Linked DNA regions of Mus musculus: regions 1 and 2 are each linked to region 3. Evidence: chromatin contacts called from public HiChIP or PLAC-seq data. All regions are on one chromosome and are shown on one strand. The core of a region is the stretch at or near the end of the contact, and the rest is flanking DNA. Distances in the headings are between cores, read along the strand shown.

What was found. HiChIP or PLAC-seq counts read pairs in DNA pulled down with a chosen protein or histone mark.
Region 1: a RAD21 HiChIP or PLAC-seq map of pro-B cells shows a contact between it and region 3, with 2.9 times the contacts expected there. The contact joins two enhancer-like sites. A contact is called at or near these places in 2 of 15 datasets of contacts at CTCF or cohesin (large pre-B cells and pro-B cells).
Region 2: a contact with region 3 is called in a CTCF HiChIP or PLAC-seq map of pro-B cells, with 6 times the contacts expected there. The contact joins two enhancer-like sites. A contact is called at or near these places in 2 of 15 datasets of contacts at CTCF or cohesin (large pre-B cells and pro-B cells), 3 of 484 Hi-C or Micro-C datasets (B cells, gonadal supporting cells and large pre-B cells) and 3 of 115 datasets of contacts at active chromatin or transcription factors (the 230-238 cell line, large pre-B cells and pro-B cells).

The regions. Positions count from the first base shown.
Region 1 is chr6:68,372,370-68,375,069 of GRCm38.p6, reverse strand. It overlaps Igk. Among named protein-coding and RNA genes, the nearest start is that of Gm25833, 160 kb to the left of the region's middle. Within about 2 kb of position 1,444, at least 1 of the 459 cell types and tissues checked has an H3K27ac peak or open chromatin away from gene starts, as enhancers often do. A contact at or near this core is called in pro-B cells, where this site is marked.
Region 2 is chr6:68,749,358-68,752,057 of GRCm38.p6, reverse strand. It overlaps Igk. Among named protein-coding and RNA genes, the nearest start is that of Gm25833, 220 kb to the right of the region's middle. Within about 2 kb of position 1,342, at least 11 of the 459 cell types and tissues checked have an H3K27ac peak or open chromatin away from gene starts, as enhancers often do. A contact at or near this core is called in pro-B cells, where this site is marked.
Region 3 is chr6:68,502,837-68,505,536 of GRCm38.p6, reverse strand. It overlaps Igk. Among named protein-coding and RNA genes, the nearest start is that of Gm25833, 29 kb to the left of the region's middle. Within about 2 kb of position 1,401, at least 1 of the 459 cell types and tissues checked has an H3K27ac peak or open chromatin away from gene starts, as enhancers often do. A contact at or near this core is called in pro-B cells, where this site is marked.

The DNA of each region.
Region 1 (2,700 bases), core at 195-2,694, 130 kb after region 3:
CTAAAATTTAAAGACCTAATTATATAATATTATAAATCTACGATTTCAGTAATATAATGAAGAAAATTTATTGTGTCACGACTTGGTAGTTTTACAACTTTTTATATTGGTGATTGTTAGGCCAATCCATTCTTTCAGAAGTGAAAATTCTATTAAAATGTAGCAAGATACTATTATTATGTATACACTATTACGTTCCCCATGCCAATAAAAAGTGATAGAGTATGTGGCTTTCATTGTCTCTATTTTTACCCTGTATATACAGACAGTCTTTGATGAAAGACTAATGAGGGGCAGAACTTCCACTCCTCTGTAAACTGGAACTTTTTTAAAAATATGAATCCTAATGCCCCATATATATTCTCAAAAGCCCAATGACATCGTCCCTATGGTCAGTGCCTGGGTTGGGAAATCAAATTCATAACTGTCTAACATTCCTCTTTACAGAATAACACAAAGATGCAGCCTTTGGTTATCTTATCCCGTTATTTCCTTACATAATTTTTTTTTCAGGAAGGGGCTGATTAATGTCCTTGAGAAAAGTTCAGACTTGGTTCTGTTGAAGACATGTTGGGAGATTCTATCACAAGTTAGTAAAACTCTTGATCATATTTCATCTTCTGAGAGGGAGGTAGCCTGTTCCTGAGAAAACAAAATGTTTCTGTTCTGGTTTGTAGAATGTTGTGAACGGGATACTGTCCTTTTGACAGAAGTAAGTGTAAGTGGTATTCTCTTTGCTGCTCTTCATGAAAGAGTAAGAGGTCCCACATGTTCTTTTCTGGTACAGGGTATTTCCCACGTGTTTTTTCATAGGTGTAATTGATCTACATGGACGACAAGTACTACAGTAAATGGGATTTTTATTCCCACCATAAAGCTCAGCTGAAGATTACTGGAATATACATAGGAAAACCTGAGGCCCCAGATTTGCCATACCACTGTCCTGATAGCTGCTCAGCTAAGGGTTAACTAATCCATGTGGGTCTAATTAAGTGATTCTGAGCCCAAAAAGATCTCAAAAAACGAATGTCAGTGTGTGACATGGAACTGGAATTCAATTATTTTCAGGAATATTACCACAGATGTCACATGCAGAAACCCCCCTTTCTAAAGCAGAAAGAAAGATAAATATAAATTTTGTAGTATCAATCACAAATCTATCATTGTGCCTCATGCTGATATTTAGGAGGGCCTTGGACTTCTGATCCTCCTGAGCCAAAGTTTTCTGTTATAAATGGGAGTATCTGTGAGAAGCTGGTCTGCTCTCTCTGAAGATAGTGAATTTTCTGGGTCGTCAGCTCTCAAAGTCTGTGTCAATGAATTGTGCTCAGGGCAGTCTCATAGAAGTGGGCAAATGCTTGAAAACATTTGTGGAGGCTTGGTAGATCAAGAGGCTGGTTGCCTCTTTCTATTAGTCTCCTTGTTACCTTGACTAGATAAATGTGTGATTGTAATACCCCCTGCTGGAGAGATGGGTAATATTTCACAGATACTATATTGTAATGGGGATACATCAAGTAAAATAAATTAGTTCAGCATTATTATGAGCCAAACATCATTGGACAAATATATTATATCAAACGACCTAAGCTGAAATGGTCTCAGAAAATTACATTCATATAAAGTCGGAGAGGATCATCTAATATAAAGGTATTTAATAAAATACTGTTGAACATCTCTTGAACTTCGTTATGTATGCTATATTAAAATTTACTGTTGCTTTGAGGTGTAGATTGTTGCCACTGCTCAGTAGCAAGTATGCATATACAATTATAAACAAGATTTCTATTGACCATACCAACTTTCAGAAAATAATAAAGAAAAATTCAGTTGAACCAATTAAAATCAAATCATAGGGAATTGACAACTGAGTATAAATGTTTACAAATAATTGTGTGTCCACAAAACACTAAATCTGAAAGGTTAAAATATTTTCCTATTTCATACTATGAGAAATAGGACTAGATATGAGTAAATGTGTAGCGCTTAGAAAAATCTCTATAAATCCTTGCAATTTCTATGTTTATTGGAAATGTCAGGTTTTGGTTTCTTGGCAAACTTCATTAAAAGGCAAAAATCAATGAACACTGGGAAAATATATCATTCAAATAAAAATTTAAGATTTAAGTCAATTGGCATAACATAAAATGACTATAATTATTTATATTGTTAATATGTCAGATTATGTCATACTAAACATACCATTGAAGTATAAGACTTTGTCTGCTGTATTACTTTGAGTCATCCAAATATAAAGCTTGTTTTGAAAATAGCATAAAATGTGTAAATATCCTATGAGATTAGGGACAATGTAAGGTGGAATAAAAAATGGATTTCATATCCTTTTAGTCTGTATGTTTCCAAACTAGAATTGCAGTTAAAACTGTTTCTGAATTATTCCAGCTGAGTGAGGTGAGGGAGCCTGTATGCTTGCACCTGAAACATGTTCTGAACATGACAATTACAATCAAAATGTACTGATCTTCCTGCCCCAGTACAATCATGTTTGAGTTTCATATATTACTGGAAACACTAATCTAAACATAGTAGTCAAGCATTAGTGAAATGCTAGAGTCAGCAGTCTTCATAGTGTCTTTGATGAATACACAGCTTGTTTTCTCTTCTTCTTTCTTCTTCCTCTTCTCCCTCTTCTTCTCTTCTTCTTCTTCTTCTTCTTCTCCTTCTTCTTCTTCTTCTTCT
Region 2 (2,700 bases), core at 93-2,592, 250 kb before region 3:
GGGAGTAAAGAGGAGGACAGTTGGAGTGTGGACAAGGGTGGGGAGAGAATGAAATCTGGAATGTAAATAAATCGAAGTTTGTTTTTGTTTTTTTATAACCCAGAAATGTTCCTTTCCAAAGGAAGAACAGGGATAAAAAAATGGAACCAATGGAGACTGAAGGAAGGTCCAATTGGGGAACGGACCCACCTGGGGAATACATTAAGTCTGCAGGCACGAAACCCAACACTATTGCTTGAGTCAAGAGGCACCTGTGAGAGGAGCAAAGTGTGGAAGTTCCTGGGAGGTACAGCCATCAGCTGACCAATGTACAGGCAGGTGCTTGGAGTCATCTGTCAGGATGACTCAGGGAACCTGGTTGAGGAGCTGGCAGAAGGACTGGAGGAATGGAGGGGGATTGAAACCCCATTGGAAGAACAACATAGGCTGGCCTTACCACCCAGTTCTCCCAAAGACTATACCACCAACCAAGGAGTGTACCTAAAGGAATCTTCAGCTCCAGATCCATATGTAGCAGAGGATGGCCTTGCCAGACAGCAACAGGAGGGGGAGGCCTTTTGTCCTGGGGAAGTTTTGTGCCTCAGAGTAGGGGAATACTGGAGCAGTGGGGCAGGAGAGTGTGGGTGTGTGTGGGAGCACTCTCATACAGACAAAAGAAAGTGAGGAGGGAAGATTTGTGATGGGGGACATGGCGGAGGGATAACTGGGAAGTGGGATATTGGAGTCAGTGTTGTTGGAGGAGGTAACTGGGAAGGGGGATATCATTTGAGATGTAAACAAATGAAATGATTAATATTAATAAAAGAAAAAATAATACAGGAAAAGCAGCTTCTGACTTGGACAACAACATGTTCTACAGGAAGCTATCTGAGCTTTACATTATGTAAGACTTCTCTCATGCTTGTATCATGTAAATCAAAGCTCTCAAATAGTGGCTGCTTTTGTGTTCGAATGAGACTGTGATAATAAAAATCACACTTTGTTTTCTGATTAATTTCTTCAAAAGCAGGATGAAGTCCGTGGATTTCTGTGGATGTCTTATATTATTCAGCCCTTCTGAAACATGTTTTTTTTATTATTTTGTTCTCATGACTTTAAGATATTTTCACTAAGATGATCTAGGCTTTCATTAATCCAGTCAATTCTCATTAGCTATAGTGGGCTTGGGCTATTGTTCAGTCTTCTTACCAGCCTTTCTGGTTTAGTTTCTGGCCCATTCTGAATATGGTTGCCATATTTTCTATAAAGAGTGCATTTCACCACATCTAACAATGTAAGTGTTTTAAAAAGGCTGGGGTGAGACAGAAAGTGTCTTCTGAGTAACCACTATACTTTCACCTCTAACTGAATCTGCTTTTCATAGTGTCCTCTAGGGATTCCACACTAATGATAGCTACTACTGTTTGCTCTCTAGAGGGCAGACAGATTTCCTGATGTTACGCATAATTTTCTGAGCAGCTGAACTTCTTCATCTCAGCTCTGTGGTCTTTGTTCCTCTTCATCTTGCATGAATATGGAACATAAAAAAAAAGAACTTCTAGATGTTACCACTCACAGAGGATATCTCTAAATATACCAAAGAATGAGATCCTACTATCCAAGTGCTGACAACTCTTTTATTCTGAGAAAACATACATACATGTGTTTTTGCACACACACATATTACATGTACACATTTATAGTATGATATAATCATATATGTTAAATAACACAATTATGATATTGCAAATGTGAAAATTTATAAGACTATAATCTAGTTTCCAGTTACTTTGCTGTCTATACTGGGCACTGAAAAACTCCCATCTAAAATTTAATCCCATAGATTCCACATATTCTTGTTAAAAGACATGTCCTATGACTGGCTATTAAATTCTGATTTGGAAGATCTCTCTACTGGTTTCAGTTGTCTTGTATTGAAATTTATCTTCTGATTTCTAGTCAGAGATAGCAAGGCACCATTTATCTCATGTACATGGGAGAGTACAGAAAACCGAAGCTATCTTTCACACAGTGTGGTAGCATGTTACAAAACCGGAAATCCCTGAAAAGAGAAAAGATTGGGTCAACACAAATATATAACTTCCCATCGATCTGGTGTGGTCTGGGTTGTCTGAGCCTTTTGCCACTTCTCTTGTTTCATTACTAGATGGCAATCTAAGACAAAGTTTGCATGACTCTGCTGTGGACTGGCAATTATATAGAATAGAACCTTGGTAGGAAGAATGAGAGGAATTTCTGCAAATTTCAGGGGTGTAACATTTCAACTACTATGTAACTAACCAGAATAAACACATTTACTCATCAAATGGATTTATTGGGACTCAACAGATAGATGACTCTGAATGGAGTACCTATCTATTCAGAGGACCTGTTTGGTTTCCAGAATTTTTATTTGGTGGCTAAGAACCAAAAGTAATAACATCAGTTCCAACACATCTCACATCTGTTTCTTTTAAGCTCAATTTAATACATATTCAAAACACACATTTGTTGATTTTATGCCTAGATTATTTGTCTCATCCCAATTTGGAAAAAAAAATATATGTTTATACTGATCTACCAACGTAAGTCATTCAATAATTTCTAACACAGTTGGAATAACTATGCCATAGCAGTTCTAATCCAAATTATTGGAAAATTGATCAGAATGGAAATTATTTTGCCTCCTTGTATGATAGGTAACACAGGATTATATTACTA
Region 3 (2,700 bases), core at 152-2,651:
AATCCAAATAGGGTCTTTCATTTAAATTTAAAAAGAAAAATAAAACTCAAAATCAATAAAATCACATTAACAATATAAACAGTCTAATCTGAACATGGAAAAATATAGGCATGGATAATTCCCTGAATAAGATAAAAAGAAGAAACAGATTTTTTAAAAAAGTTAAACATCATAATTTGGTATAGAAAGTCTTTTTAAATCTATATAGGGACTGGCACAATTTAAAATATAGCATTAGCATCCTGATTGGAAGGATCTAAGAGAAGTTGATAATCAGATGTTTTTAATGGAACTATAGAATGAAAACAATAAAAGTGTATTTATAAATGGTTCTGCCACTAAAAGAAGAATTATTAAATTGAAGTCTTAAAATAAAGTCTTGGGTAACTTTTCAGAGAAATGAAAATTTACTTTCACACTGAAACTAGTAAAAAAAAAAAAAAAAAAGCTTGATAAGAGTTCTTCCAGAAGTAGCTAGAACTAAGTGCTTAAATATTCCTCTTCTAGTAATAGGGAGAACTTGCATTTCAATACCAAGAATTTCTACTTGTATTTCTACTTGTAAGCAAAGAAAAACAAATTCTTCGTGCACACACCTTGGGAACTGCTACAGAGTAAAATAGGCCAATAGTAAATTTTGCATATTGTGTGAGGAATTTTCTATAGTGCTTGCTATGAGTTGGGGAAGTGGTGGTGACACCAGTGAGTTTTGTCATAGCAGTGCAGTTGAATACAGGCTGGGCATGGTGGTGCATGCCTTTAATCTCAGCACTTGGGAGGCAAAGGCAGGCAAATTTCTGAGTTCGAGGCCAGCCTGGTCTACAGAGTGAGTTCCAAGACAGCCATGGCTACACAGAGAAACCCTGTCTTGAAAAAAACAAAAACAAAAAAAAAAGGATTATGGTTCTGAAAACACAGACTAATTACATGGCCAGCATACTTAGAGACAACACATACACCCACAACGTACCCCGAGGCAAATATATGAAAAAATATGAAAATTCTTCCAATTTACTTGTTTATATTATTATAAAAGATATCAACCCACGAGAAGGTTGTGAGCAAGGTGCAGAATTTCCTGCCTATAAAATTTTGACAATGTCCTATACATGTATACATGAGTCGGCCATCACTGCAAAGAAAGGCCCATTGGACTTGCAAACTTTATATGCCCCAGTACAGGGGAACGCCAGGGCCAAAAAGGGGGAGTGGGTGGGTAGGGGAGTGGGGGTGGGTGGGTATGGGGGACTTTTGGTATAGCATTGGAAATGTAAATGAGCTAAATACCTAATAAAAATGGGGAAAAGAAAATAGAAAAATTAAAAGGCCTATGGAAACAGTGACTGACTTGTAATCTCTTTAGTAAGAAAGCAAGAGCTATACCTCCCTCTACTGGAGGAATTTCAGGTAAACTCTAGCACATTTTGAAGAATTGAGGAATGGAATGATTGCAAGGCAACTTGGGCTTATCAGAAGAGTCACACTGAAAATGTGTATACCTAAGACCCAAACACAGGATACCTGAAGAAATATAATCATGACATTATTTAAATGGCACAAAATAGTAAGGCTATTTTAGATTTAGATTGGTTAGATATGGTTTTAACATGAAATATCTTGGTTTCTTCATTTATGGTGATTGACATTTTTGATGGGTAATCTCAGCTGGCTTAGGTGATATATTTGTATCTGTAAGACATCTGCTCTGTATCTTCTGCCTTTTAGAGTCTTTGTTGAGAAGTCTGGTGTTATTCCCATATATCTGCAATCATGTTAATTGGCATTTTCCTGGACAGCTTTTAATACTCTCTCTTTGTTCTGTCATCCAGTGTTTTGATTATTACATGGTGAAAGTACTTTATTTACTAGCACAGTCTATTTGGTGTTCTGTGTGCTTCTTGTACATTTATAGCCATCTTTTTTTTTTTTAAGTTAGGGAAGTTTGCTTCTATGAGATTTTTGAAGATGGTTTCTAGCTTTGAACTGAGAATCTTCACCCTCTTCTAGCTGTTCTGGGTTAGGAACGTTTTATACTTTGGTTTTTTTTTTTTTTTTTTTTTGACTGATGTGTTGATATTTTTTCTATAAATGAGATCCTCTTTTTCATCTCTTTTATTCTGTTCATGATGCTTACATCTGTAGCTCCTGATCTCTTTCCTAGATTTCCCATCTCCATAGTTGCCACCATTTGTGATTTCTTTATTGTTTTGATTTCTATTTTTAGATCTTGGAAATTTTTGTTCAGTTTCTTCACCTGTTTGATGGAATTTTCCTTTAAGGGTTTTATTCTTTTCCTCTTTAAGGGCTTCCTCCCATTTCCCTGTCTTTTTGTGTATTTTTTTAAGGAAGTTACTGTTATCCTCTTTAAAGGCCTGTATCATCTTTGACACTTGGAATTTTATGTCAGAATATTGCTCTTCTGGAGTATTAGGGTACTCAGGGCTTGGTGTGGTAGAAGAACTGGATTCTGATGGTGCTTAAATTACATTAGCTTCCGTTCTTTATGTTATTCAACTTGTCTTTCACTGTCTGTTACATATGTTTCACTGTCTGTTACGTGCCTCGGAGTCTTGGTCTGGAGCAGATCTCCTTGGAGGCAGATTGAGATGTGTGACATGGGTTAGAGCAGGCCTCCTGGGAGGCAGGCAGTGCTGTTCCCTGTTAGGGCTGGCCTCCTATGTCCCAGGTGAGAGCAGGCCT